2 separate regions of the Canis lupus genome follow, and region 1 is linked to region 2. Evidence: chromatin contacts called from public Hi-C data. All regions are on one chromosome and are shown on one strand. Each heading gives the region's core, a stretch centred on a gene start, on an enhancer-like site or on the middle of the called end of the contact. The rest is flanking DNA. Distances are from core to core; before and after follow the strand shown.

Region 1 (4,011 bases), core at 562-3,061, 260 kb after region 2:
GGTGGTTCGTGTCTATCTACTCAGATGCAGATGTGAATAAATGCCTGCCCCAAAGCTCTCCTTCCCTCCTACTCTGACTATTAACTTAACCTCAAGTCCTAACAAGAATTGATCCAGCTAACAAATAGATCCAAAGGGGCTAACGGGGTTGATATGGATGTATCACGGGAAATAATGAGTCATGGAAAATTATGAATGAAAAACACACATAATCAATACATGAGTATAGATGTGAGGGGGTGGGTAATGATTCCAAGACACTGACTCCTTTGTTTCGGATCATGACTGATGGAGTTTTGGATATGTTACCCTAAGATATGCACCTTCGTCTACCTAATATTTTTAAGCTCTAGGTGTTTGAGAATCAGGGGGTGTAGGAAGACTTGCTGACCTGCTCTTCCTGCCTGAAGCAGGTCATACAGAAGAGTCTCACGTGAGCGGTGCCCTCCCCATAAGTGGAAGAAAGGAGCATCGTTATCTCCCAAGACGGAGGGACACTGAAAGGAACCCAAACCAACAGACCTTGCTATGTTCCCCCCCCACCCCCCACCCCCAGCTCACTGCTTTGAGCCCCTACTCTCTGCTCTATCATATCTTTCCATGGCTCTCCAGTCTTCATCCAACAGAGCATAGAAACACTCAGTTTTAACCATTTCTTCGGGCCTTTTCCTGATGAAGACTCCCATGTTGCATAAAACTGGTGTTAAATAAATGTGTATCTTTTCTCTTATTCATCTATCTTTGTTGGTTTAATTTTCAGACTCAGCCAGGGACCCTGAGAGAGCAAAGGAAAACTGTTTTCCTTCCCTACATGACATTCGTCACCATACTTGTGTGCTTTAGACTGGGCCATACGATCATGACCAGGGTTCTAGCATCCCATGCTGCTTGGCCTGAGTCCAAGTCACTTCATTAGCCTTCCTGTCTTCTGGCCTAAGCCAAATGCTGACATTTGTGTCCTGATCTTTTTCTTTCCATATCATGATCCTATCTTTGAATGAGGGGAGGCATGGAGAGAGCAAGTTATTGAGAGGTGCCACATGATCACCCATGAACCTCAGAGAGAGCTCAAGGAGAAAGGAGGGTGCAGCTGGGTCGCGTGGAACCTTCCTGCACATGGCAGGCTGAGCTGGGGACATGCCTGCCGCCCCAGCCTACATACATGCAGCCTGCTTGCTTCCCCTTCTGCAGAGACGTGCTTTCCTTGGTTGCTGGCTCCACTGTCTACAACCCCAAATTTGAAACCAGGTTGCCCCACCAATGAACTGGTAGGTTTTAGGTAATGATTCGCCCCTTCAAACGCAGAGTCCAGATATAAGACTGCCTCTAGCTTCCCAAGTCCTGGCCACCAAATAACAGGATGCTGTTGGAATAGAGTTCATTTAAGAAAGCCTGTCCTTTGCACTATAAACTGAAACAGAGCCATTCAGCCTCTCTCCAGCCGTCTTCACACGTCTGTCTCTTGCACACAGAATTAGGTTGGAAGGTCGAAGCCCAAGTTGGTCCGTCTCTCCATCCAATCTCTTGCTTGTTAGGCTGGCAGGGAAGTGCCTGACTCTAGTATATTTGCATTAGTCCTACTAACACATTTCCAAGCTCTCTTGCTGCCACATTACTTGAACCAGGTCAACTCTGGGAGGAGAGATCTGCTTTTCCTTCCTGTAACCTCCCGACTGATTTAATTAAGCATCTCCTCTAGCCCCGATTTATAGGCTGAAAAGTGTTCTCGCAGCAGCCCCTCTGTGTGCTGTGTTTTTCAATGAGCAGAAAATGCAGGAAGTCAAATAGAAACAGCATTCTGAGTGTCTGCTGCCACCCTGAGAGCAGTTCCAACAAGTGCATTCACCTCTGGACATCTAACGGCAAAGGGTTAGGTAAATGAGCAGTGGTTTCCTTTGGTAACATAGCACAGTTCTAGAAGTCAGAGGAGAGGGTCACTAAATCCTTCCTCCACCCCCCACCTGGGGCTCCTGGGGAGGGCAAAGCTGCTGGGAGGAAATAACCTTGATACCTTATTTTATAAATCACACAATTTTTTTCAAGGTTAAAACCAAAACTAAGAAAACCCTAACAGGTAAGGGTGGGAGGGCTTTATTTTCCAAAATAAAGGGGCAACAGTGTACCTCTCCTGAGTGGGTCCCTAGTGACATTTGGTTCTACCATCAGACCCCAGGTGTCCTCCCCGAGCTTGACAATCCTGACCCCTCCCCAACCTGCCACAGGGAAAGAAGGAAACCAAATTTCCCATACAAAATGCCCTTTCCTAGTCTCTCAAAAGCTTCAACCTCAAAATGAAATCTGACAAAAGAAACAAATTAGATCCATTGCAGCGCTGAGGGTTTGGGATTGTTTAGATTAAAGACTCTGCAGCATTCTTAGGCCCCCGGTGCAATGAGCTCCTGAAACCAGGGGCAAAAATAAAGTTTTCTTCCCTTCAGCTGCTCTCGCAGGCCGGGGTGAATTATCTGAAGACGATGAATGGACAGTGGGAAACTGAAGTATACAGGGGTGTGCAGGAACCCCGGTGTTCACGGGAGCCAGGCAAGTGAGTAATATGCATGAAGGAAACCGGATCAGCAAGAAATTGTATGCGATCTCTCCAGATTCTTTTTTTTTTAAGATTTTATTTATTTCTTCATGAGAGACACAGAGAGGGAGAGAGAGAGGCAGAGACACAGGCAGAGGGAGAAGCAGGCTCCATGCAGGGAGCCCAATGTGGAACTCAATCCCAGGACTCCAGGACCAGGCCCTGGGCCGAAGGCAGGCGCTGAACCACTGAGCCACCCAGGGATCCCCAACAGATTCTTTTAATGTTAGCAACTCATTCAATTAAAAACACACACATCGCTATTCCTTTGATGTTCACTGAGCACTCCCCATGTTCCAGGCATTTATAAAATCCATTATAAAAGGACATCTTCACTACAGCCCTGTGACAGTAGACGCGGTTCACAGGTGGGTAAAAGTGGGTCTCTAAGAAGCAGGACCAACACCTGCCCGCAGGTGATGCCAAGTTTTATCCACCAGCCCAGGCTGCCAGTGTCGGGGAAGGGGGGTTCACAGAGAAGCTGAGGTTCCCTGGGGTTAAAGAATACGGCCAGGATCATTAAAGAGCTGGGTGATTTAAAAAAAAAAAAAAAAGAAATCATCAGGGACGCCTGGGTGGCTCAGTGGTTGAGCGTCTGCCTTTGGCTCAGGGCCTGATCCCGGGGTCCTGGGGTCGAGTCCACATGGGGCTCCCTGCATGGAGCCTGCTTCTCCCTCTGCCTGTGTCCCTGCCTCTCTCTCTCTCTGTATCCCTCTTGAATAAATATATAAAACCTTTATTAAAAATAAACAAATTTTTTTAAAAACTAAAATCAAAATAAACAAAATAAATAAGAAATAAAACTACGGAACCAGAACAGAATGTGAAAGAGACGCACTGGAAAAGAAAAAAAGAAAGGAACACAAGAGGAAAGGTATGTGCTGTTGTAAGACATGAACAGCCTGTCCTAATGGCTGCCTACACCAGAAGATAAAGATGTTTTATTGAAAAAAATGGTGACTCTTTCAGCATAAATAATGCTGCTTCTCTTATTATTCCTTGTGTTTGAAACCAAATGGTGGAAGACCCTCCAAACAATTATCTGCGAGGTTCCAATTTAGACGCCGTAATGTGATTAGTGTGGGCAATGCTGCCCTCTCATGGCCAACTTCTCAACAACAAGATTCTCTGAATAAAATCGGGAGATCTTGTTCTTTATTTTCCCAAAGAACTTTGAAGAATTTTGCATCCACTTAGCATCACATATGAGCATATAATATACTATTTACATAGCACAATACCCTCTGCACATTTTTATATCCATATCTGGAATTGGATGTGTGCTGTCTTTGCGTGTGTTGTATAGGGCACTGGAGGAAATGAATGGAAAATAAATCATGGTGCTCCTGGGCTCCTGAGCTTTCAGAATTCAGTTCCTCAGGGAGAAATGTTTTTCTCATAACAGAAAACTTAGAAGAACTCCA
Region 2 (4,323 bases), core at 271-2,770:
TCCGCGCAGCCGTGGGATCTCGGAGGAGGGCGTCCATTAGGCCGCGTGTGACCATGTAAGGTAAACAGGGGGCTCATGAAGTCACTGAGGACCAATGGGGAGCGCGGAGCGGGGCCCGGGGCGGGGCTTGGCCCTGGCGGCGAGCGCCGATTGGCCGGCCGCGGATCTCCCTGCTGCCTTACAAGGCGGTGCGAGGCGAGCTATTTTTAGAGGGCTATATAAGGGGGCTGAGGCGGCCGCGCGGCGGCCGGGGAGCGGGAGCGCGAGCGCGAGGGACGGGGAGGGCCGCGGCGACGCTCGCGCCGGCTCCCGGGACGCCGAGGCGGCCGGGCTGGGGCGGCGCGCCGGCCTCCGGGCCTCGCTCCGGCGCCCGGAGCCCCGGAGGCTGCGCCCCTCGGAGGGGCGGGGGCGCGGCCCGGCGGGAGGGTCGAGGGTCGGGAAGCGGGGTTAGGCTGCCTCCTGGAGGAGGCGCGGGGCGCGAGCGCGGCGGGGCCGCCGTCGGGGGAGGGGCGCTCCCGCTTCCCTCGGCCGCGCTCGGGGGCCGCGGCGGGGCGCCGCGAGGAGAGGCGTGCCCGGGAGGCCTCGCGGACCAAGAGATGAGCGGGGTGGGGGGGAGAGACAAAAAAGAAAAAGGAAAAGAAAAACGCACCCAAAGCCCCTTCACAAATTGCGCACGGGGCGCCGGAAGAGGCGCCTGAGGAGGAAGGGGCACACAATGGAGCCGAACAAAGGGGAGCGGCGCCCGGAGAGCGACCTGCGCCCGCCCCCGCCCCCGCCCCCGCGCGGCGCGCTCCCCGCCCCTCCCCGCCCCGCCCCCCGCGCCCGGTGCGCGCCGCCCCCGCCCCGCCCCCCCCGCCCTGCGGGGGCCGCTCGCCCGTTGGAGGCGCTCCGAGGGGGGCGTCCGCCCGAGTGCGGCTCTGAGGGAAGGAAGGCGCCTGGGGGGGCGGGGCGCGCGGCTGAGGGGGGCGCCAGCCCGAGGCCCCCCAAGTGGCCTCCGGAGAGAGGTGTCCGCCGAGCCGTGGGGAGGCGAGAGGCGGACCCGGACTCCGGAGCCCGCACGTCGGAGTAGACCCGCTCTTACCTCAGATGAAAACCCTCCACAACGCACCTAATTTTTTTTTACCTCAGATGAAAACCCTCCACAACGCACTTTTTTTTTTTTTTTAAGGGCCCGCCCGTTGTTTGCTTGACCTTACGCGGTTAGTGTCGTTCAGGGTTCCCCCAAATGCGCCGTGCGCTGAGCTTCCATTGCTGGAAGGACTGCAGAGTCCGATGAGAGACTTCCCTGTGCCCGTCGTCGCGAGAGCAGCGACATCCACCCTAATCGCCCTCCTCGGCTTCCCGCTCCTGACTCTGTGGGACTCCGCCTCGTGATATTTGCGAAATTCTGCTTTCTAGAAGGAGCACGATTCGAAATTCAGTACTTCGCCCGGGGAAATTAAACAGGAATTACTGGGTCTGGGGAGAGCCCAGTTTCTCTACTTGGCGACGTCTGGAATTCTGTGGGTCAGACCTACAGCGTCCACTGTGGGAGTGCAGCTGGCACGTTGGCTGGCGTTTATGTGCACGGGACGTGCGGAGATGTTTAGTGTTATGTAGACACATCTGTGGTGCTAGGGGATGAATGACATGACAAAGTTAAACGTCGTACCTGAATCAGGGGACATCCGGCTACCACACGCGTGTGTTTGCACCAGGATGAGGAGGCCTCTCTTTGAAAGGCCAGGTGGGCCTTTCCCAGAAGTAGGAAACCGCTTAGGGCCATCACATCCCAACTAATGCCTTAACTTGATCCTTAGGGTCGCTGGTGCTGCTGCTTACTGGTCGCTTACTGGTGTGGCTTTGAGCTCAGGGGCCCAGACCTTCTAATTACCGCCTCAGAAACAGAGAGAGTGGGCTCTGCCTTGCGGGGTGGTTATGAGGACTGCAAGTAACGTCTGTAACTCACCTGCCATAGCATATGGGGCTATTAGGTGGATACTAAATGTTGAGCCATTATCATCTCCCGGTGATAACTGAGTCAACTAAATAATATATCTGAACTAATCAGACCCATGGGGGGACATACCAGATTCTTGGAGAAAGAGGAGAGAGAGAGAAGCCTCTTGCCAATTTGTAATAAGTATTACAAATGTGTTTCTCGCGTGTGGGGGGATACGGAAGAGGCCTTGGGAAAGCGCAAGTTCTTTTTTTTTTTTTTAAATAATAAATTTATTCTTTATTGGTGTTCAAATTGCCAACATACAAAATAACACCCAGTGCTCATCCCGTCAAGTGCCCCCCTCAGTGCCCGTCACCCATTCACCCCCACCCCCCACCCTCCTCCCCTTCCACCACCCCTAGTTCGTTTCCCAGAGTTAGGAGTCTTCATGTTCTGCAAGTTCTTGAGTGAACAGAGGAAGTAAAGGAACTGAGACATAGGGAACTCAAGAGGCAAAACACTAGGCAAAGCCAAAGCATATAATTTGATGTGTGAACTCAAGTGAACTTGATTTCTGTTTTTTTGTGTTACACCATTGCTATTTTTGAGCGAAATATGACATTTTTGTTAACTTGGGTTTGAAGATTTTACAGATAATAGTGAACTAGTTAAACACTTTGAGTGTACCAGGCTGTGTGGGCACATAAGCCCATACAGTGGGCTTTTATTATATACAGTGTCTCATTTCATCCTCACAACAACGTGAGGCAGGGACTTTTGTTATATCCAACTTTATGGATGACGGTATGCAAGCTTAGAAATATTGGGTTGGTCAAGGTCCTACAACTAGGAAGCAGCTGAGGAGGGGCTCAAATGTAGGAACGTCTGACTTTCAAGACTGCTTTGCATGGGGGTCTCGGTGTAGTGAAAAACTTTTAAGTTTCTTGGGTTTTGTTTTTGTTTTTATATATATATTTATTTATTCATAAGAGACACACACACACAGAGGCAGAGACACAGGCAGAGGGAGAAGCAGGCTCCATGCAGGGAGCTGGACGGGGGACTCTATCCTGGGTCTCCGGGATCAGGCCCTGGCCTAAAGGCAGTGCTAAACCGCTGAGCCACCTAGGCTGCCCAAGTTTCTTGTTTTAAGTCAAGATTTGTTTACAAAAATGCTTGGGTGTAGAGAAGGGGGGGCTTCCTTTGAGGTTTTTGTCCATGTAATATCAGTCATCCAACTTCCAGAAGAACTTAACCAAAATCTTACAATATAAATCCTGAAGATCTCATTATGACTTTTTTCAAAGTTTTGTAGAATATTTTAGAATTCATGCTAAGAAATTTATGCAGTGAGGCACTTCTAAAGGCCCATTATCAATATCAGTCATACTTAGCTACTTTTTATAGCCTAGAGACCCTACGTTTGTTCACATTGCAAAACACACACAAAGAACCTGAATGTACAAAATAATCAACAAATTAAGATCACCGGAAACTTCGGCAGTCACACAAACCAAAAATAAACAGCACGGCTCTAAGCACCATATATTGAATGCCTTCTCTATACCTGGCATTTTATAGATGTTCTCATCTGGTCTTCACCACAGTCTTGTGACAGAGCTATCATGACTCCATTTTCACAGATGAAGGTATCAAAGTTCAGAGAGAGAACACAATTTACCCATTATCATATGTCTGTTAAGTGGCAGAAGCAGATTCAAATATAGGTCTGAATCCAAGATGACTCCAAAGTCTGTGTCCTCCGCATATATTATCTTATGAGACACTTATACTATTTTTAATAATATCACCCTTTAGAAGTTATCCTATAGGAAACACCAAAGAGTAAATAATGTTAACCAGGAAACACCAAAGAGTAAATCATGTTAACCGCCCCCTCCCCATGCCACCAAAACTAAGAAATGAAACTATTTTATGAACAGCATTTTATGAAAATGTAATATGTAAATAGACACAACCAAGACATCAGAGTGTTTCTACTAGAAAAGTCTGATTCATTAGTACAGGAAGTCCTTATTAGCACTGTGTGATTAGCACTGGTAAAACCTCCTTAAAATAAATCTACTTAAAGCAGAGACCAAATTTCAGAGCAATTGGTGAAAACTGGGCTTTACTTGAAAATAAAAGTCAATGTCGTTAAAATGCATTTAGTCTATCTTTTATGGAACAAGATTTATGTTGTAAGTACAATTATGTGTAATTATGGAATGAATAAACAATAAATCAAGAAGATTATTGTTGGCTTAATTGGAATTTTTTTGGGGGGGGGGTTGGGTGTTTTTTGTTTGTTTGTTTTTACCAAATGTGAAGCACCTAACAACATGCTTTATTTCATATTTGACTTTTATGCCATAATCAAAAAGAGAGTCATTTTGTAAAAA

The links. A called contact is a pair of places that touch in the nucleus more often than the background predicts.
Region 1: a contact with region 2 is called in a Hi-C map of blood, with 2.6 times the contacts expected there. The contact joins the enhancer-like site here to the promoter of KLF7 in region 2. A contact is called at or near these places in 2 of 9 Hi-C or Micro-C datasets (amygdala and blood).

Annotation. Positions count from the first base shown.
Region 1 is chr37:15,726,425-15,730,435 of UU_Cfam_GSD_1.0, forward strand. No RefSeq gene overlaps it. Among named protein-coding and RNA genes, the nearest start is that of CREB1, 57 kb to the right of the region's middle. Within about 2 kb of position 1,812, at least 4 of the 20 cell types and tissues checked have an H3K27ac peak or open chromatin away from gene starts, as enhancers often do. A contact at or near this core is called in blood, where this site is marked.
Region 2 is chr37:15,470,044-15,474,366 of UU_Cfam_GSD_1.0, forward strand. KLF7 (Krueppel-like factor 7) reads right to left here and starts at 1,521. Exons shown (of 5, transcript XM_038585552.1): 1 at 1,197-1,521. LOC119867945 (a long non-coding RNA gene) reads left to right here. Exons shown (of 2, transcript XR_005385289.1): 1 at 1-60; 2 at 1,169-4,169.